Linked DNA regions of Mus musculus: regions 2 and 3 are each linked to region 1. Evidence: chromatin contacts called from public promoter capture Hi-C data. All regions are on one chromosome and are shown on one strand. Each heading gives the region's core, a stretch centred on a gene start, on an enhancer-like site or on the middle of the called end of the contact. The rest is flanking DNA. Distances are from core to core; before and after follow the strand shown. Region 1 holds the start of Rabggtb (Rab geranylgeranyl transferase, b subunit). Region 2 holds the start of Ankrd13c (ankyrin repeat domain 13c). Region 3 holds the start of Lrrc40 (leucine rich repeat containing 40).

The links. Promoter capture Hi-C pulls out the DNA fragments that hold promoters and counts their contacts.
Region 2: a contact with region 1 is called in a promoter capture Hi-C map of pre-B cells. The contact joins the promoter of Ankrd13c here to the promoter of Rabggtb in region 1. A contact is called at or near these places in 4 of 39 promoter capture datasets (cranial neural crest, liver, pre-B cells and 1 more) and 1 of 484 Hi-C or Micro-C datasets (neutrophils).
Region 3: a contact with region 1 is called in a promoter capture Hi-C map of pre-B cells. The contact joins the promoter of Lrrc40 here to the promoter of Rabggtb in region 1. A contact is called at or near these places in 2 of 39 promoter capture datasets (cranial neural crest and pre-B cells) and 3 of 484 Hi-C or Micro-C datasets (CD4 T cells, erythroblasts and pre-B cells).

What each region holds. Positions count from the first base shown.
Region 1 is chr3:153,910,484-153,913,731 of GRCm38.p6, reverse strand. Rabggtb (Rab geranylgeranyl transferase, b subunit) reads left to right here and starts at 1,529. Exons shown (of 8, transcript NM_011231.2): 1 at 1,529-1,807; 2 at 2,844-3,041. The coding sequence starts at 1,673. It overlaps Gm24494 (a small nucleolar RNA gene), which reads left to right and starts at 2,042; the gene lies at 2,042-2,122. It overlaps Snord45c (small nucleolar RNA, C/D box 45C), which reads left to right and starts at 1,543; the gene lies at 1,543-1,603. It overlaps Snord45b (small nucleolar RNA, C/D box 45B), which reads left to right and starts at 3,121; the gene lies at 3,121-3,165.
Region 2 is chr3:157,945,100-157,948,527 of GRCm38.p6, reverse strand. Ankrd13c (ankyrin repeat domain 13c) reads right to left here and starts at 1,528. Exons shown (of 13, transcript NM_001013806.2): 1 at 572-1,528. The coding sequence starts at 1,001.
Region 3 is chr3:158,035,043-158,038,274 of GRCm38.p6, reverse strand. It overlaps Lrrc40 (leucine rich repeat containing 40), which reads right to left and starts at 1,593. Exons shown (of 15, transcript NM_024194.6): 1 at 1,399-1,593. The coding sequence starts at 1,549. It overlaps Srsf11 (serine and arginine-rich splicing factor 11), which reads left to right and starts at 1,669. Exons shown (of 13, transcript NM_001379531.1): 1 at 1,669-1,759. The coding sequence starts at 1,670.

The sequences.
Region 1 (3,248 bases), core at 280-2,779:
TGGCTGTATCTGACATCTTGGCTTTAGAGTGATAAATGAACTTATAACTAGTTAGTTGCATTGCAGCTATAGTTCTTTAGGGTGGGGAGGCATACTTTATTCTTTGAAGAGGCAAACTGGGCGGGGGAGATCGCATGCCTAGCATTTTCAGTTGTGAGTTCAAGGCCCAGGACTTTAAAAAAAGGTTAAAAATGAAGAGGTTAAACCATATTAATTTACCAGCACAGAGTGGAAAAATTAACCTTATTTTAATGATTTCTGGGATCAAAACGAAGCATGTATTTTCACCTGGTGTCTTTCAAGGATCTTTCCATAGCAATATATGTGGCGCTTTTTGATTAGCTGGGTAACAGACACTCTATAACTGATCAATCTTCGAGGGTATTGGGGATAGGGACTCGAGCTCAGGTTGGCTTCCAAGTGCCTACACAGCTGAGGATTTGGATCACTGATCCTCCTGCCTCCGCTTTCCCAGTGCTGGGATAACAGGTCTGCACTAGCACTCCGGGTTTGAACGCTGTGGTTGACATCAATGTCCAGGCTCCTTGAATGCTAAGGAAAGCTCTTTGCAAACTGAGCGACATGGGGTCCTTCAGGCAGACTCGTAGCCGGCTGCATCGTGACCGCGGAGTCCTTCAGGCAGGTGTGCGACCGGCTAAATCGCGGCCGCGGGGTCCTTCGGGCAGAGCGTGGCCAGCTACGTAGGGCGTGGGCGGCCGGGCGGGCGCGTGTGCGCAGGCGCGCGGGCCCTGACTCCCCGTGCTCCCGCGCGCTTCAGTCTTTCGGCGGTCGGACATGGTGAGAGCACCGTCGCTGCGGTGCGCGGAGGCAGGGGTGGTCTGGGCGGTGGGTCGGGCTGCGGGGCATCGCGGGCTCGCACAGCATGGGGAACAGGCGGGCCTGCAAGGCGATCATTCTTGTGGGGCCCAGGCTGGCCTGGAGCTCTCCGCAATGCCCCTGCCTCGGCCTCCTTAGGCCATACTTGGACTGCCGCTTGAGCTGTGTATGGCTCAGCGTTTTCTGCACTTCTCGAGGCCTGGGATCTTATCCGCGGACCGTGGGCGAGCCTTCCTGGATTGGGCCGCCTGATATTTTTTCTTAACATCGGGGACTTGTACGTGCCTGTATTTTGAAGGTTACATGATCATTTACGAATGTTGTTTCATAGTTAAACATTTTAACTGGGATGGAAGGAAGTCGGCCTTGGCCCACGCCTTTTAATCCTAACACTCTTGGATTAAAGAAGTGAGGCAGAAGCAGGTGGCCTGGTCTACACAGGGAGTTCCAGACCAGACAGGGCTTCATAGCCGAGACTCTGAATAAAGTAGGAAATTTATTTTGGCAATCGCTTTGACCTACTTATTGGGTGAGTCTTAGAATCGAAGGTGGAATTTGGAGCTAATGGGTCTGATTATTTAGCAAAGGGGTTAGCATGTGAAGACTGTAGAAAGGTGCGCTGAAGCCTCAAACTTGTTAAGCAAGAGTGTGTATTTCTGGCATAACTCAAAAGATAAGCGTCAAGATTCGGGTCAATGATGAGCTGGCATGTATTCTGAATCTAAAGTTGATTATAAACCACTTTAGCTCTAGAATTACTCTGAGACCTGAAAGAAAAAAAGTACTGAGATCTGGCTATGTGTGAGTCTGAGATGTCACGATTTCCGGATGGTGAATGGGATCTCTGCTTTTTTCTTGGAAGGGCACACAGCAGAAAGACGTTACTATCAAGTCAGATGCGCCTGACACCCTGTTGCTGGAGAAGCATGCCGATTATATTGCTTCCTATGGCTCAAAGAAAGATGATTATGTGCGTATGATTCTTTTTTCTGTTGAAAGGTTTCTAAGACTAACAGCAATAAGTATAATACTTACTTGTATAATACTAATTGAGAGGCCTGATTTAAAATGTATTATAGGTGTACCTTGTATATCAGAGGTTGGTATTTGACCACATCAGTCATGTGCTGGTACATAAAGGGCGGAAGTGCAGGGCTGCAGGTAGAAGGGGTTTGCTCATTTCTGTCTGGGGTAAAACCTTGAAGGTCAATGATGTGTTGGCATGTATTATCTGAATTCGCTGATGTGTCATAACACTTTAGCTCTAGAATTACGCTGAGACCTTGAAAAGGTTTTACCTAAACTTGATGTAATGGTGTGCCTGGGGAAATGGCCGGGGAGGTTGCCAGCAGCAAGCAGGGGTGGCTGAGTTTGAGAAGGCCCAAGCTGTGGGGGGACCCTCCAAGGAGGAGTCATTTGGGTAAAAGTATTTGTGCAGCAGCTCTCTGTCTTAGAGAGCGTGGCATTTGACTGTCTTTACAACTTTTCAGTTAGTGGGAATCATAGGCCCAAATGTGTGGCCTTCTTGCCAACTGTGCACCTGGTTCTTTTGGGTTTGGTTTGGCAGCACGCCAGTGAGGCCTTCACCTGAATAAATGCTTGTGAGGTAATGCTTCATTTGGTTCCCATCTTTAGCGTCATTTATCTTTCCGTATTCATAGACTTCATTTGTAGAATGCAATAATTGATGCTTAGTAAACAGTAGGCATCAATACTGCTTTTGGTTAATTCACCTGAGGTTAGCACTTGGAGACTAAGAGTATTGGCTCTCAATCTTCTTGCTGCTGTGACCTTTCCTAACAGTTCTACGTGTTGTGGCGATCTCCGACCATGAGATAACTTTTGTTGCTACTTACTTCATAACTAGTTTCATTGTTAGGAATCAGAATGTGGGGCCCAAAGGGTCGGCAACCGCCACTCTAAAGCCTTACGAGTTGTTCACAGCTGACTTAGGTAGAGGTGGGTTATGTAAAGTCAGAGTGGCAAATCTGAGATGCTTCTCCTAGGAATACTGCATGTCTGAATACCTGAGAATGAGCGGCGTCTATTGGGGCCTGACTGTGATGGACCTCATGGGACAGCTTCATCGCATGAACCGAGAAGAAATCCTGGTGTTTATCAAGTCGTGCCAGCATGAGTGTGGGGGAATAAGTGCTAGCATTGGGCACGACCCCCACCTTCTGTACACGCTCAGTGCTGTCCAGGTGAGCCCTTGTGAAACCTTGCCACTTGCTGTGACCACCCAAAGGCTACTTCCCACAGGTCAGTGATGTCATGGCATGTATTAGCTGAATGCTAACCTGATGCAAGTTACAAATTACACTGAGACCTTGGAAGGTGAACTCCTTGTGTATGTTAATTGAAGCACAGTCCAGTTCAAATTTGGTTTCAATGAAGAGCCAGAGGATAGT
Region 2 (3,428 bases), core at 279-2,778, 4.0 Mb before region 1:
GTCAAGTTGACACATAAAACCAGCCAGTACATGTGGCTAAGACTTTATAATGAAAACCATAGTATGTCTTTAGTCTCAATCAAGATGAAAAATGGTCCTGGTGTGGAAAGAGCAACAAAAACAAAAGTCTCTTCAATTGCTTTGGGAAATTAAATGCGGACACATTTCAGTATGGCTTTCAAAAACCAGTGTTTACAGCACGAGGTCAGTGACGGATAAAAACTCACATCTATCTGCGCGTACCTGGGCGGTGAAGACCGGCAAGAAGGGAGGGAGGGAAAAAGGAAACGTTCCCTAAAACCCAGAAGACCTGCCTGGATGTGAGATAGCCCGACCTTTTGGCACTCGCAAAGACTGCCGCAGAGAAAATGCAACCTGTCCCGAAATGCTCAGGTGGAAAAGAAGAAAACATCCTTGCTGCACCCTGACCCCTGGCACGCTCGCTGCACCTGAAAAGACTCGAGGTTTTCCGCCAGAGGAAAACACGGTGCGGGAGAAGGGACCGGGAACCCGGAGGCCAACGGTCACCCCCACCCCACCTCCGAGGGGACGGAAATTAGGCAAAGCTCACCATGATTATCTTTCTGTCCGATATTGTGCGTGCGGATGAGCGAGGACAGTCTCCTCACGTCCCCCTTAAAGACGCACTCGTGGACCGGGTAGAGCGAGGGGCAGCCGCCTCCGTCAGCGACTAAAGCGGGGTTGCTGCCGCCCAGGCAGGCCGGGGCAGGGCAGGTGGCAGTCACTGCGTTGTGCTGCGGCGGGGCCGGAACGCCGGGGCCCGGAACGGCGGGCGCCTTCAGCTGCAGCCGGTGGTGGTGGCTGAAGATCTTATGGCAGGCCTTGCCGCCCTTGCCGCTGCCGCCCGGTCCGCTTCTGCCCCCGGTGAAGGCGCCGCCGAGCGCGGCTGTCGCCTCCTCCTCGCAGGGCTCCAGCACGTCCCCGTCCTCTTTGCTGGGCTTGTGGTCCCTCCGCAGGGAGCGGATCTTCTCCCCGGTCATAGCCGCCGCGGCGCGCGGGACAGGCTCCGGGAGGCTCACCGCGGGCCGAGCCGGCGCGGCGGCGGCGCCGGGCGATTAGAGCGGCGGCCGCGAGCCTAGCACGCAGCATGAACTCCCGGGGCGACCGCGGGTCCGCGACACGCGCATCTCCCGGAGGCGGCGGCCCTCGTCTCGGACGAGGAAAGCCGCAGCTCAAGAGACCACGACCGCACGACGCCCGGCGCCGCCGCCGCCGCCTCCTCCTCACTCGGAAAGACCCGGCGCAGCCATCTTTCCCCGGCTCCTCTCGCGAGAGCTTCGGAGGAAACGCCGCCGCGGAGTGTTAGAGGGCCGCTTCTGCGCTTGGGTCAGGGTCCGGGCAGCGCCCGCGCTCCTCTCGCACAGGGTTCCACCCTGGGCCGGGCCCTGCGGCTGAATTCAGACCCAGACTCAGAGCTCTGACCTGGTGCTCTGGGCCTTCGTAAAGGAGGAGGTCAACGGCAGTTACGAACTCTAGCTTAAAGGCTGAAACCCTGTTTGTCAACCTCCCTCAGAACGACGTAGGAAGACACCACCGGATATCGGACGTGACGTCACTCAGCTGCGCTGGACCTTCAGTAAACACTCGCTAAGACTCTGCTGGGTTCCCTAACCTGTGCAAGGACTTGCTCAGGCTGGCAAGGCTGTAGGCGAGGAGAGATGGCCAGTTATCCTGGAGGAATCTAGGGCCTGACTTTGGAATTCAAAGGCTGTTTATTACACCGGGAATGGAGGATTTTTCAAACAGCTGTTAGTTGAGTGTATTTGGGACAAACGTCAGAGTTAAAGTATGTGGAGGATGCTTACTTGAGGAAATGGAGTAATTGTTTTTAAATAAGTGGGCAGTAACCCGGGTGAGAGATGATGAAAGCATGCTCTGGGATACAGTGAATCCGGAAAAAGCTTAAGACTCCTTTAAAAATGAGTTCAAATTTAGCATATTGAAGTTGGAGGTCCTTGGTGTTTTTACACAGAGTGCTAGTTATACAGTTTGGAATTTTGGACATAAATTCTTTGGAAGTAGGAAACGGATCTTAGATCAGATTCAGGAATTGCACAGTAACCCAGCGAAATAAAATGGTGTAGAACAAAAGTGCCATAAGACGTATAGAATGAATAGTCGAGGTAGTGAGTGGGAATCAAAGCACTGTGTGTGTGTGTGTGTGTGTGTGTGTGTGTGTGTGTGATGAAATTGTGAACATTTAGAAAACTAAACTGAACATGGTGGCTCACATCAATAAGTTCCAGCACTCCAGAAACTGAGGAAGGGCAAAAGGATTGATCACATGGATTCAAGGCTAGCCTGAGCTACAGAGTGAATGCTGTCCCAAAATTAGTAGATGGACCAGTGACATGACATGCCACTGAGCATTCAATCCCTGGGACCCACATGGTAAAAGAAAAGAACCCATTCCAACAAATTGTCCTCTGGTGCATACCCACACACACACACAAAATTAGTCTTAAAAAAAAAAAAAAAAAACAGTAAATAGTAGGTAGGCAGCCAAAATCATGTACCTAATTACTGGCTGCTACCTCTTGATGGATGTTAAAACTCCTAAGTGTTCTTTCAGTGAAATCAAACACCATGAACATTTTTTTTTAAGACAACCTATTGTGGTGGTATATGCTTACAATCCCAGCACTCGGGAAGTAGATACAGGAAGGTTGCCTCAAGTGACTGTTCTCAAAAAACAAACATCTCATCCCTTTAAACTTTGAGGTTTAAGGCTTATAGTATGTAATGGGTAGGGACATCAAAATATGAGTACTATTAAAGATATTTAGTACAAGAAAAATGTAAATTCTGAGATTCTGTAACATCCCAATATAACATAAGGGGAAATTATTAGTTTAAATTGACACAGAAATCAAATTTCAGAAAGTCTTTGTGAAGGGCTTGGAGAGGAGGATCGGCAGTTGAGAGAAGTGGCTGCTTTTTCAGAGGACCTGGGATTCAGCTTCCGGCACCCACATGACAGTTTACAACTATCTGTATGTAACTCCAGCAGTTTCTGACTACCTAACACCCTCACACAGATATACATTCGGGCAAAAAAAAAAAAAACATATAAAATAAAAATAAACAAAATCATTTTTAAAAGTCTTTGTGGAGGAAGTAGTATCTGAAAGAGGTTTTAAAGAACTTATGAAAGCCCAGTCTCCCCAGTCCCTTGTGTTGTTTTATTGGTTTTTGTTTCGTTTTGTTTTTTAACTTCATGATAGTGCTATATCTGCATTACACCTAATAAAGATGAGTATATACACAAGTTTGGTTTTTATAAAATTCTGAAGCAATTTTGATACATTTTATTGCCACAGACCCTCTGGATCCCTTTGTCTGTGTGGAATGGGTCTCTAGTCGCAGGTGGGGAAAGTGTCTGATGGGATGACAGATAGATGCACACA
Region 3 (3,232 bases), core at 344-2,843, 4.1 Mb before region 1:
TTACAATGGTATAGCAATTATACAACGGTTTTCAATACCAGTCTGAATACTCTCCCAAAATTGCCTCTGCCAAACGAACCAGTATATCTGTCTTCTCTCAGGTACTCAGGACATGGGTAGAAAGAAGGAAGCCATTTCTTGGCCACAATATAATCCAAATGGCAGCTAACCCAGTTCCCACCACAGTCCTTGTTGCCCTGTAAAACTTCAAAAGTCAGGCTTCCAATGTCTACATTTCTGTCAGCATTCTTATTTTCCAACTTCCCATAACAACAAAACAAACCAAAACACAGTCCATTATGCTCTGCCCATAACATTCAGCTTTTTTCCTAGACCTACATTCCAGAGCCTTCCACATTCTAGCCATATAAAATAGTTCAAATATCCTAGGAACCATGTAGTCAGATTTATCCACTTTCTGGGTACCAATTTCTATTCTACTCTTCTTTCCAGACGCTGTGGTAAAATACCATAACAAAGAACCTTAGAGAAAAAGTTTATTTTAGCTCATAATTTCATTTGCAGGCCATCAGTCAAGATGGCAGGAACTTGGAACAGCTACTCACAACACAACTACAATCAAGAGCAGAGGGAGAAATGAATTAAGGCACGCACACTTTTTTATACGACTCAACCTTTGGATTCAAGACCCAACTTAGGGAATGGCACAACCCACAGTGGGCTAGATCTTCCTACATCAATTATCAATCAAGACAGGTCTTCATAGACGTTCTTCATAGAGAACATGATCTAAATAATCCCTCATTGATTGTGTCAACTTGACACAAGTAATCATCACATTCAGTAAGCATACACATAATGTCTTTACTTAGTCAACCTTACAGATACATAAGTACATTATTAGAAGTGGAAGATTTTAATCAATGCAAGTAGAAAAAAATATTACAGAAAGAATGCTTCACTTCTCAATCCTCTCTTTGTCTCTGTCCTCTCCTACCAAACACATACACTACAAAGGTATTTATTTATACTTAGTAATATGTAGATTTGTGCTTGTTGATCATTCATAGGTTTCTCAGGATGTTCTCAAATTCATATACTCCGCAGCATTTACTCTGAATTAGTACTTAGGATAAGGAGTATGTTTGTCATTGGGATTTTCCTCAAGTGGAAGAAAAAAAAAGGCTAGGCTTGAAAGAAAATTATTCTAAGCTCACAGAGGGGAGCTGGTAAAACGAAAATAAGAGGAAGGCGAATCAAATACCTGCCTATCCTCTATCTCACAGCGAATTTACTCCCAAACTACGATGTTTATCCCGTATTCTGTGGACATCTCAGTGAACACTTCGAGTAAGTCAAGGCCAGTCTTAGCAGGGCCACGGAGCAGGCGCGGGTGGGTGCACAGGGGACCAAGAGGATGTTCGCGCGCTGCCTCACCTTCCCCGAGGTTCCTTCCCGCCAAGTTGAGTTGGCCGCTGCTTCTCGCTGCCTTCAGCAGGCCCTGGGGAACAGAGGGGCCTCTGTCCTTGCCCTCCGCGTGGAATCCCGCACGAGGGTCAAACCTAGGGGCTCTCAGCTGGCGCGACATATTCAAAAGCTCACACCGGAAGCCCCGACCACGGCTGTGACGTTTCAAGGTGCCATGGCTGGATAACCCCGCCCCTTCCGCCTCACAGTAATCCGGGCCTTGCCCTAGCTGCGCGCGCTGATGTCGTCACCGCCAGCTCCCGGGACCGCAGGACCGACGAGCCCTTCCGTTGCCCTCACCAACCTCGCCCTCAGGAGAAACTTCTTTCGGGTAAGTGCGTCTAACGGGCTGAGAGGTCCTCGTGGGGGGAACATGGGCTCCCTAGACAGCGCGGTCGGGCATGGCTGCGCTACCCAACGTCGCATCAGAACGTGGCGGCGTCGAAACCTGAGGCGCGGCCTGTGGCCCTGGGCGCCAGGCCTGGGGATCGCTGAGTTCAGTGCGGTGATCGAATTGATCCCGGAGAACAGGATGGCGAGTGACACGAAGCTTGGCCCTTAAGCTTAAGTACCCACCTGACAGCTAAAAGCTGTGGTGAAGGGCTCGGACTTCGAATCCTGCTCGCTTACAGACTAACTTATGCAGTTGGTCCCACGCTTACGAAGCTCATTTTTCACTGATTTACCGATAATCCAGTCTTAAGAAGTTTTAAAAATAACTTCGGATAATGAAAATGTAAATACTGACCTGGCATGGTGGCGCACGTCTTTAATCACAGCACTAGATTAGGCAGAGTCAAATGGATCTCTTGAATTGGAGGTCAGCCAGGTCTACACAGCGAGTCCAGGACAGCCAGAGCAACAGAGAAACAGTCTCAAAAAAGAAAAAAGGAAAAAAAAAAGAAGAAGAAAGAAAGAAAGCAAAGAAAATTTAAATGCGTAGTTTTGTTGTAAATACAAAAAAGAAAATTTTATTTAATAAGTAGCGATTTCCTGCTTAGTTTTTCCTGGAGTTTACAAAGTATTGATATATTTTCCCAAACGAAGAAGTAGCCCTCAACTATCCAGGGCTGGGGATATAATTCCCTAACGTGGGCAGGGCCGTGAATCCTGTGTCCAGCGCAGACCAAATTCTTTGACTGAAATTGATTTTCTATTACATTCCTCTTTAAGTTTAGTGTTTCTTTTTGCACACGTGAATAGGGTTTCACGTGCCCTGGTGCCTCAGGAGGTTAGAGAACAACTTGAGGGAGTGGGTTTTTTTTTCCACCAACCTGCAGAGCCATCTCACCAGTATGAAATGGTTATGAGTCTGGGGGATGTTTAGAGATTCACTAGAATGCAGCGCCCAGCCACCTCAGTCGGGTTTATAAAGGCAAAGAATGCAAAATTACAATGTGTTTATGTTCAAGCAGAACAAATTTATTTACAGGAACATCAGTTAAAAATATATATCCTTAGCAGTCCTTAACATAGGAGGTCTAATTTTGCCTAACTACAGAGATTTTTAACTTTTAAACATAGTTAGCCATCAACATGTCAGCCATCACAGAAATGAGTTTTTAAATTAATTTGTTTTCTGTGTATTTATGTTTGTGTTTTTTTGCTCTAAGAAAATATCAGATCCTTTGCAACTGTGGTTATGCAATGATTGTGAGCCGCCTGCCATGTGGGTGCCTGGATCAAACTTTGGTGCTCTGAAAAAACCTTAAGTGCTTCTAAACACTGAGCCATCTTTCCAGCCCCGATTTTCTCCCCTTCTTTTAAATGTAAAGAACATATGCAGGGAGAAGGCTGCATAACT